Regions from separate parts of the Bos taurus genome. Here region 1 is linked to region 2. A link is a contact called in public Hi-C data. All regions are on one chromosome and are shown on one strand. The core of a region is the stretch at or near the end of the contact, and the rest is flanking DNA. Distances in the headings are between cores, read along the strand shown.

Region 1 (4,790 bases), core at 875-3,374, 220 kb before region 2:
AAAATCCAAAATAGCCGCTGACAGTGTATGTATGTCACCAGTCTCACCCCCAAGGAGCAAGAGCCCTCAGACATTTTTAATGAGCAATAACGCTAATGAGCCGAGGGGTAGTCTTTTATTTTTCCTTGCCTAGAGAAATCCAAGAGAAATTCCAGCACCAATCTATTTCTATGAGGATGAGAAACATATATATCTGTTGACATAATCCAGCAAAAAGTTTACTCTTGCCAAAAGCAAGTTGAAAGATAATATTTCTAGGGAGTCTAGACACGCTTGCCACTCTCGGATGGCACAAAGCTGTGCTGAGAGTTGCCAACTATGCTGCCCAGCAGGTGATGGCTCTCTGGAGGGAAATGGATAGGAGGGGTGAGGGGCAGAGTTAGTGGTGTCATACTGACTTGCGATCAGAGCTGAGAATTTAAAAGTATATGTTGAAAAGCTGTTGAGTAATGTAATGTATGTAAATGTGAAACACAAATGTGTATTTTAAGACCCTAAATAATTTTTAAAGGTCATGGATATCCAAAAATACATAACTGAACACATTAAAGAGGTTGTATCTGTTGATGCTTGGTTGGGGAAGAGGGCTTGAAGGGGTAAAACGAAAATAACACAGGAGAGAAGCTGGCCACAGACTGATAATGAATAGAGGAGGATGAATCATTTACTTGCTACACGTACGGTCTGCCAGGAACAACAACAACAACCCCAGGCCATAGAGGGCTCACTCATCACTGATTCTATGGAAACAGATGGTTCAGGGTACCAAAGAATTAATCGCACTTGGTGGTTATAATAAAAAAAAAAAAGTCAATTAAAAGAAATAAAATAATGACAATAATAATTTCTCTAATGTGCCTTCAGAGTGAACTCGGTTCTTAAAGTCAGAGCCCAAACTCCAGGAGCACAGGCACAAGATGTCTCCTGCCTTGCCAAGGTCTCTGGCTTTTGAAAGGACATGGGGATGGTCTGACAGATGTTTCAATTGTGACCTAGAGAATATTGCCAGAAGTGAGCAGCCTCAAGTACATACCATCTTTAGTAAGATTCAGCCCACTAGACCCAACCCTGCAGTGCATCCAGGCATAACTGGGTACAGATCTTAATCAGATTTTATCCTCTGGGGTCATACTCTAAGTTAAAAACCAAGGTTTTCAGATCTTCCCTGCCACAATCAGAAAAAAGGAAAAAAGAAGGAAGACAACTCTTAACTCTATGTAATAATTAACTCAGTCTCTGATATGGGACCATGAGTTCAGTTCAGCAGTTAGCAAATGGGAAAGTATAAAAACTCCACCAACTCTGCTTCCTATTTTGCTTTTCACCAACATTTACTTTTCTTAATTTGTGAATTCCCATATAACTGATTAGCAGAGCCCTTAGTGAATCAGTTTTTTTTTACACAGCCAAATATAAAGACCTAAAGACCTTAAATTCACAAGAATATAAGAATGACCCCATGCACCCACACACACATCTACACCAGACCCAAACATTAGTTAAACGCCACTTTGGCAATCTTATCCAACAGAGTAGATCAACCTAAGAGACCCCAAGAGGATTTTCTGAGCCAGGATCACTAATTCAACAAAGCAGGTTACAAGCAAGGTAGTAGCATTTTCAGACCTTAATATTCACAATTCTAAGATGCACAGCAGGCCCCCAAATGCCTGTGCCTCCCTGTTTTCATCTTGTTAAAATTTAGGAATAACCGTAACATGTGTGGGCCTGGGATATCTTATTTGGGGTAGGCTGGTGGGGTGGGGAAGTGTGAGAATTATCACAAAGCCCTTTTCAGGGCCACAAACAAGGGTCTGTGGACCTCTAATCTCTCAGACTGAGATATAAATACACTACACATCAGGGAACACCGAGGAAGGATAATCACCTTCTGTGACTGATTTTCAACAGTCCAGCCAGGAAGCACCACATCTGATATGAAGCATTTTACACTTGCCTGTGCAAATAACTACGAAGTGCCCTGGCAGAAGGCAGTCAGTCTACTCTACCTAATTGACGCTCATTTAAATAATTCAGTAATTGAAACGTCAAGCCAGAGGTATTCCCTCTGTGCAGAGCTCACCCACACTGTTTGTTCTAAAGGCACCTCCCAGCATTACTCAGTGTTATGGCTGGCACCCTGTGCCCTCTGGAGCCCCAGAACCAGGCCTGTGTGAACACACTGGCAGCCCACGTCTGGCTGGGAGCAGCAGGGAGTCCTAGGCGCCACCTGGAAGGATCCGGGGCTGGCTCTGCAACCACAGGCTCAGGCTGGGGATCCCAGGGGTTCACCAAGGCCGAATCTTTTAAGATTCTCCTTGTTCTGGGCGATACCCAGCTCACCATCTGGACACACCTACTCTCACAGCCTAATCCTGGACTGGCAGAGGAAGAGGCAGAGCAAAGAGCATCGCGGATTTTCTAAGACTGTCCACAGTTTGGGATGATCTTGTGCCTCAGAGTAAGAGGACCCACATTCATGTCTTAAGTGGGACTTGAGCAACCTATGCACATGATGAAGGGATTTCCATATTCTCCTGCCCACCTGCTCAGTCATGCACTACAGAATGCTCTAAGGCATTTCAGTTGATGATCATTCTTAATGGTGCACAAAACCCGTTTCCCACTGAAGTCTTTGACACAGAAGACAAACGAGAAAATGCTCCAAGTCAACCAGCCTGTAGCTGTGATCCCAGGAATCAGCAAAAGGAACAGCTGAATTTCTCACAAGCTCACCTCAGAGTGGCACAAACAACACTGTAATGATTAGACTACTGTCTCTTAGACTATTGTCCAATATCTCAGAACTTTATAGGCTAAAAAAGGAACCCCAAACATCCGTGGACTTCTTCCAACAGTATAAACAGTTCATTCATTTGAAATGACAGCTTCTATTAGGCTCATAGATACGGGAGGCCTTCCATCAGCTCCTAATCCGAGAGTGCAGTATGGCACCTTTCCAGAATCTTCAGCATTTGAGATCTCTGGCATTAAACAAAGGCTTACGGAAGGATTTTGCAATGCCAGGTATCACTGCCAGCAAGCCTGCTCCTGAGACAGAAACACAAAGGTCTGTCCAGACTGCCTAGTGAAGGGCATTTGATGGTCTGGCAAGAAAGCAGGCTATATGCTTGGAAATAAAAGACACCCAGGTGCCTAAATGCTCTCATTATAAAACATCCACTTAGGGATCCCAAATCATTTTTTTTTTTTTAAACCTGAACAGAGAAATTGATATTTGGTAAAGTTTTACAAGCCAAAAAGAAAATAGGAATAGGGGCAATTGAATAGGATCAAATATAAATTAGAATAACGACAATAAAAAACAATAGTAGGGTTTCCACAATTTTGAACTCACGATGCCTCCACTCTGAATGCGCCCTTTCTCCAGGGTTTCCTCATGGAGCTAATGGTGCCCCCATTTCAGATCTACAAGCCTGACTCCATGACCCTCAAAATGGAGATACACAGGGAATTCCCAGCAGTTAAGACTCGGTGCTTCCACTGCTGGGGCCCAGGTTCAATCCTTGGTCAGGGAACTAAGATCCCACAAGCTGCGACCCTGTCTCCCTCAAAAACGGGGGGAGACACAGTGGTCACCCTGCCCTGGCTGACCTGCTCTCCACCTTTCCAGCCTCACCTCTGATCCCCTTGGTTCTGGGAGGGGTTCCTCCTGCTTTGGGAGCCCAGGTCTGCTAGGTATGGAATTCCCCACCATGGGATGCTGGGCTTCCTTCCTGAGGACACCCCCCAACCCAGTCTGTGCCCGTCTTCCCTTCAGATCTCACCTCATTCTCCTCAGAGCCTTTGTTCACACCCCCAAGTGTAAAGCAGGAGCCCCTATCTACACTCACACACACGTGTCTGCACGGCTGTTCCACATCCAAATCTCCCCTCCAGACTGTGCACCCCATGAGGGGAGGAGCTGAGCCCACTCAGCTGGCCGTTAGGCTCCCCACAACTGCCTCAGCCCCTGGCGGGAGGACACGCCTGATGAACGTTTAGCTCCAGAATGAATTTTCTCTTCACAGACAGGATTTAGAGGTGGGAAGAGACATGATGCTGGTTTTCAGAGCAGACTGAGCCTATAAAGTCTTTAAATGTCAGCAGAGATCTTCAGGCAAGGCTTAGTCACCGAGCCAGCATGTCTGTGCAAACCCCTTCTCCCTGCAGGAGCTCGCCACAGCGTCACAGCTGCTCACCTACTCGGGCTTTCAAGTGTGGAAAATCGGTACTTTTTGTGGTATGGTAGGTTTTCTGTTTGCTTGTTTGTATGTGTTGGAAGAAAGAAGTAAAATGCAAGAGTTCTGAAAACAAGGAATTATTTAATATATCAATAGAAGAGCAGAGCTTTTATGGGAGGTCCTTCCAGCCTCTATGATGCTATGGTGATCAGAATGATCAAAACAGAGTGCCCTGGCTCCAGCCAGTTTAGAGAGGTCTTGCAGGACTTGCCTGCTCAGCAGGGAAAGGATGCGCCTGGTCTCTGCTCCCATTTTTCTCCTATCAGTGAAAATAATGGCATTTTCAGCAGGGAGTGAGGAAGAGTGAATTACATCATTTTCCCCTTCTTGCTCTGCTGAAGGTGATAAGGATTCCTAAGTCACCCTGCATTTGAACTGCTGAAGCTGGGGGATGGGGGAGAGTTCCATCTGTTTATTTTGTGTCTGGGCTGACTCCTTGTCTCTGAAATAATCCCTGTAAATGAAGTCTACTGCAGCAGCCACACCTTTTATTTCAAAGCCAAAAACTCAGTCTGTGTTTAAATGACTAACAAGTTAAAGAGCATT
Region 2 (5,246 bases), core at 1,010-3,509:
TATGAAGGTCTGGTGGAATCAATTAGGAAAGTTAAGCAGGGGAGCCCATCAGTGGCTGATTGTGCCTCCTAGAACAACCCCATCTAGCAATCCTTCCTAGAATTATTCCAACAGCAGCGGACCCTGGAGCGGTGGCTTAAGCTGCAAGGTAGTAAAGTTTAGTTATGGGCGTCCCACAATCCAAGCTAAAGCCACAGTTTCCTGAACAGTTTTCCAGCAGCACTCCGTCTCTTATTAAAAGTACAGTTGATCTGGACCTTTTCTCCCCCTTAATGTCAGAAAAGAAATGTGTTTCTGATAATAAATGCTTCCTTTGCTGCACAGCTATATTTCATCAGGGCTGTAGTTGGCAAATTGCTGCTGCTGCATAGTATAAACTAAGTAATGAAACATAAGATATGTGCCTTGTATAATTTGCTACTGGTGGACACAGAAGGCAGCCCCCACCCCAAGCAGGATCAGATCAAATTCTATCACACCTTCCACCCCAACACAACAAAACAACCAAACCATTGAGTTTCCTAGGGAAATTTGGTTACCAGGAAACTACTGGGTCACAGATTCTTTTGAAGATTATTCTTATATTCCAAAAGAATTATTGGGTTGTATGGTAATGGAGTGGGTTTCCCTAGAGGCTCAGCGGTAAAGAATCCACCTGCAGTGCAGGATCTGGAGGAGACACGGGTTCAGTCCCTGGGTCCAGAAGATCTCCTGGAGGAGGGCATGGCAACCCACTCCAGTATTCTTGCCTGGAGAATACCATGGACAGAGGAGACTGGAGGGCTACAGTCAATAGGGTCGCAAAGAGTTGGACATGACTGAAGTGACTTAGCATGCATGCATGCATGGTGATAGAGTATCTTGGAATGCTTAGCCAAGTTGATTTGCAGGAGGCAGGAAGCCCAGTATAGCAACAGGATGGATAGTAAAATTACGCATATCCCTATCCCATAAGAACTCTTTGAGCATCATTTAATTTACCTTGATTATGGTCATTAGAAAAAAACTAACTTTTTTTTTTTTTAAGAGATCCATTTTAAAAAATGAGAATTGAGAAAAGATTTTTTCAGGTCTTCCCATTAAGATCCTCTCTTAGTGTCCTTGGTATTTACTGAGTAACCTGTAGGTTTGTGTAGAAGTTGATAGGAGATCTATGTAAGCAAAAAATATTCTTGTAAACCAGATAGTACTGTGGACTTCTACACTGTTGGTGTATTTCTGCTACTTCATTTTTCCAAATTGAGTTTGACAAACAAATGCTGTGGGTCTAGGTCTTGATTACCCAAGCCCTCTTCCTGTGGAATTTGAACTTGAGTTTAGCTCAGGCAGCTTTGCTGATTGCTGGCCTTCATCTCTAACCCTGGAGCGAGCCCAGAGATTTCTCAATAATTAAGTTAGATGGTCCCCTTCCCTCCTCACCTCACAAGCTCAGTCAGGTGGTTGATATTTCAGGCGTAAGTCCAATCCTCTTCAATTTTCCCCTCTGCACAAAAAGGAGAGCCAAGGAAGAGTGACCAGACTTTGTAACTGCTCATTATGGGGCCATTCATTATACTTTTTGTGTGCAGTATGTTAATAAGCCAAGAGACCATGGCAGAGAGTCCATAACTAATCTCCTGTTATAAATAAAAGTAATGGCAATGGTACCAGTATATTCTATGGACATAATGTGCTGCTGGCTAAGTGTGACATTTTGAATAAACTTTATTCTTGAGGTATTTAAAAAAACATAAAGGCAGTAATAAAATATGGAGCACAACATTAGTTGACACAGCAATTCCTGCCTCCCAAGACCCTGCTAAATAACCAGAGTTTAAATCTTCATCTTGAAATATACAGCTCTTCTAAGATTTTAAGTGAGTTGTAAAACTTTTATGTACTATGCCCTAACTTTATTTTTAAAATATTCTCCACTTTTATAGTAAAGGTGACCCAGAAGTATCTTATGAATAATAGAACAACATATTTAAGCTATTAAATTCACCTCTCTAGACAATACATAAGCTTTCCTGGTACTCACATCTTTCCTGGATGGAAGCAGGAATTGGAAAGTATCTTGAATTGTCCATTTACCCAAAACATACTGATTTTAACTCCAGAAATGACTGAATTGTACTTCAAATGGGAAAACTTAAAATTTCTGCCATCCAGTTGAAACAAGAATTCAAAACCTAACACCATTTATTATAGAAACTTAGAGAAAGTCAAATATTTGTATACCTGAGTGTTGAAATAGTGAAAAGTTCATACCCCCAACACCTGGTTTAGAGTTGTTGTTTTTGACATACAAAAGCTGACTTAGGCCTGGGGGATGAGTTTGTTCCCATATACAGAGAACTCATTTTAAGTCCAAAAACTAATTAAGGTACTCAAGTACTTTTTATTTATTGCCTGTCTCATCATTGAGTTATGGTTCTCTGATTATATCAAGCTCCCATATATCTTAGTGAAGGATAATTTATTTTCTACCGTTCTTTGTTTCTTCTTTTTAAGCTTACATTCTTTGACAATAGTTGTAGTCTAACACACACACACACACACACATCAAGTACATACACACACAATATGGCCTTCAGCTTAACCACAATATGTTCAACCTTGTTTGAATACGACAATAGTGTTTAAAAAATGAGAAACCAGTTCATCTATTTATTTCTTCTCGTTCGCACTGAAGTCACCGTTCGCACTGAAGTCACCTCTAATAAGTACACTGTATCCTAGTTGACAAAAGGCACTTAGTAAACAGTTTCTTTTATGCAGTGCCATATTAAGCATTATCCAAAGGACAGTAGTCTAAGTCACAGATTAACAGTTCTACTGTCTGTGACCTCTCAGAAAATATCTACTCCCACAGTTATTTAGTAAGAATGCAATTGTTTACTGAATTCAGAGGTCTTGTTACAACTAATAGTCTCTGTTTCAGTGTTTATGGAAGGCAGGGCACGTGGCGATGTGTCTTTTTTCCCCAGTAGAACTCTACCGTGTGAGCATCAGTTTCTTTTATATCTGTGTTCAGTCGCTCTTCCCTTGTCTTTTCTGTCTTAACTTCCAGCCTCAGTTCTCTTGTTAAGGGAAGAAGCCAAGTGGGGATCCAGCCAGCTGAGTTTAGTGGCCACAGTACGGAAGATTTGGATTTGGTTGCTTCCTATGTGGCTTTGGGGGAAGCACACCGCTTAGTCTCTCAGGAGAGCAGGTGGGCACTGCAGACAAACGCCCTTTATTTCAGGCAATGTTAAGTGAACAGGAAGTCTATAGAGGGTACAGTTTTAGCGGGAGGTAAAAAGGAAATCCTTTCTCTTTTGTCAATAGACTCTTAATTCCTGTATTACTCACTGGAGGACTGGGAGATAGAAAATCAGAGAAGAGGAGCAAAGACAAGGAAGAGGCAAGTAGGTGGGATGAGGGGGTGGAGAGAGGAGCTACTGGAGAGTTGCCAGGATCTGGTACAGGGAGGGAGCTGGGATCTGGCAGCCTCAAAGGTCCTGGCTGGTTGATGGGGACTCTGGGGGATGCTCTTGGGTCTCCTTCCTGGGGCCACTTTAGGCCTCACCCCTTGGTTCACAGGGTGGCTCTAATGTCTTCTGTCAAAATTTGAAAACAGTCAAAACATCATTTCCTTTAAAAAATTGTTGAAAACGCTCTTCAACAATGGCCTGTGCTGGATATTTTTCAACAATTTAAAATCCTCCCAAGTGGAAGGAAATCAAATCCTTTAAGACACAAACACACACACCTACATACAGAAATTCTTTCCTACAAATAAAATGCATACTTCATTTTACAAATATCCCTATCATGTAACTATTTTTAAAACTATTTCAAAGGGCTAGCATTAAGGAGCTTATTGGAGTGATGGATCTGTATTCTGAAGGTGGTTACCCAAATCTACACATATGTTAACATTCATAGAACTATATACTCAAAAAAGTCAATGTCACTGTATTATAATTTTTATTTTTTATCTGGCTATGCGATATGGCCTGTGGGATCTTAGTTTCCCAGCCAGGGACTGAATTGGGTCCCCAGCTGTGGAAGCTCAGACCTAGCCACTGGACCAACAGGGAATTCTCTATAGTTCTTAAAAGTGTAATAAAATACATTTTACTGACATAAGAAATAAAAAGCCCAGCTCCCTTATAAGTTATCTCCCCTCTGTGATTAGCATAATGCTAAGATGGCTGTTTGGGAGAAAACAGATTCACTTGAAATGTCTAGACTCTCTGAAACATTAATGCATCCAGTTTAAACAAAACTTGTTAAACCCTTGCTGTGGAATTTCCAGAAGTCACTTTCTCCTCAAAATGTGTGTTTTGTTCTCCCCTCTGGGTATATATATAGATTCAGGTTCAGGAAGTTTGTGCTCTCCTGACACTGCGCCTCACTCTCTTTGAACCTCAGTGGTCCTCCTTTGCAAAGTAGGGGCTCATTCCTTTTCTCAGATGGGTTGGTATAAGGATCCCCTCAGATGAGGTCTAGGGAGAGAGCTGAGTAAAACACCTTGAGGATGACAATTGTGGGCATTATTAGGACCCGCTCTGTGTTCCCTCAAGTCCAGAGACTGGATGAGAGGCTTGAGGGGGCATCTCTGTTCCTTTGCTGAAAGGGAGAAACAGAAACTCTTCTCAGAGTTCCCTGGGAGACTGTAGTGTTGACACCCCCAAACAAGTTCTAAACAGCCTCGCACTCACACACCCTGATATCCCAGGAAGAAGGGAGGATGCAGCAGAGAGTTATGTCTGGAGATTTAGGGGAGTCCAATGGAGCAGAATGAGGACTCCAGGCGCAGGGCTGAAGTTTGGGTGGCACATGCCAGAAGTGTCTGTTTGCAGGTGGCAACCTGGTGTTATACCGAGGTTCTGAGGTGTTGAATTTAACCCTTGTGGGCAGAGATCATTGAGGCAGCATAAATAAGTGGGACAGCCTAGTATAAGAATTCCATGATCGTCTTGGTTCATTTATATTTTTCCAACTTTTAAAAGAGATATGATTACAGGGAGATATTTCACCGTTCTTAGAAAAGCATCAGTACAGTGGAAAATGGAAACACATGAACAGTCTCAGAGCAAGGAAAGAGTGATGAGGATGGTGACCACTTATGCAGGTAAAGGGGAGAGATGCTGCTTGGCTCGAGGCTTGGAGGTCTTAATGTTTATTGGATCCCTTTGGCAGCCTGGTGAAGCCTCTGGATCCCATCTCAGGATGATATTTTTAATGAAGTGAAATACATGAGATTATAAAATTAATTA

Evidence for each region. A called contact is a pair of places that touch in the nucleus more often than the background predicts.
Region 1: a contact with region 2 is called in a Hi-C map of liver, with 4 times the contacts expected there. The contact joins two enhancer-like sites. A contact is called at or near these places in 5 of 11 Hi-C or Micro-C datasets (blastocyst, liver, skeletal muscle and 1 more).

What each region holds. Positions count from the first base shown.
Region 1 is chr2:38,557,220-38,562,009 of ARS-UCD2.0, reverse strand. All of the region lies in intron 2 of ACVR1 (activin A receptor type 1), which reads right to left. Among named protein-coding and RNA genes, the nearest start is that of ACVR1, 35 kb to the right of the region's middle. Within about 2 kb of position 2,124, at least 16 of the 102 cell types and tissues checked have an H3K27ac peak or open chromatin away from gene starts, as enhancers often do. A contact at or near this core is called in liver, where this site is marked.
Region 2 is chr2:38,337,969-38,343,214 of ARS-UCD2.0, reverse strand. No RefSeq gene overlaps it. Among named protein-coding and RNA genes, the nearest start is that of UPP2, 79 kb to the right of the region's middle. Within about 2 kb of position 2,259, at least 4 of the 102 cell types and tissues checked have an H3K27ac peak or open chromatin away from gene starts, as enhancers often do. A contact at or near this core is called in liver, where this site is marked.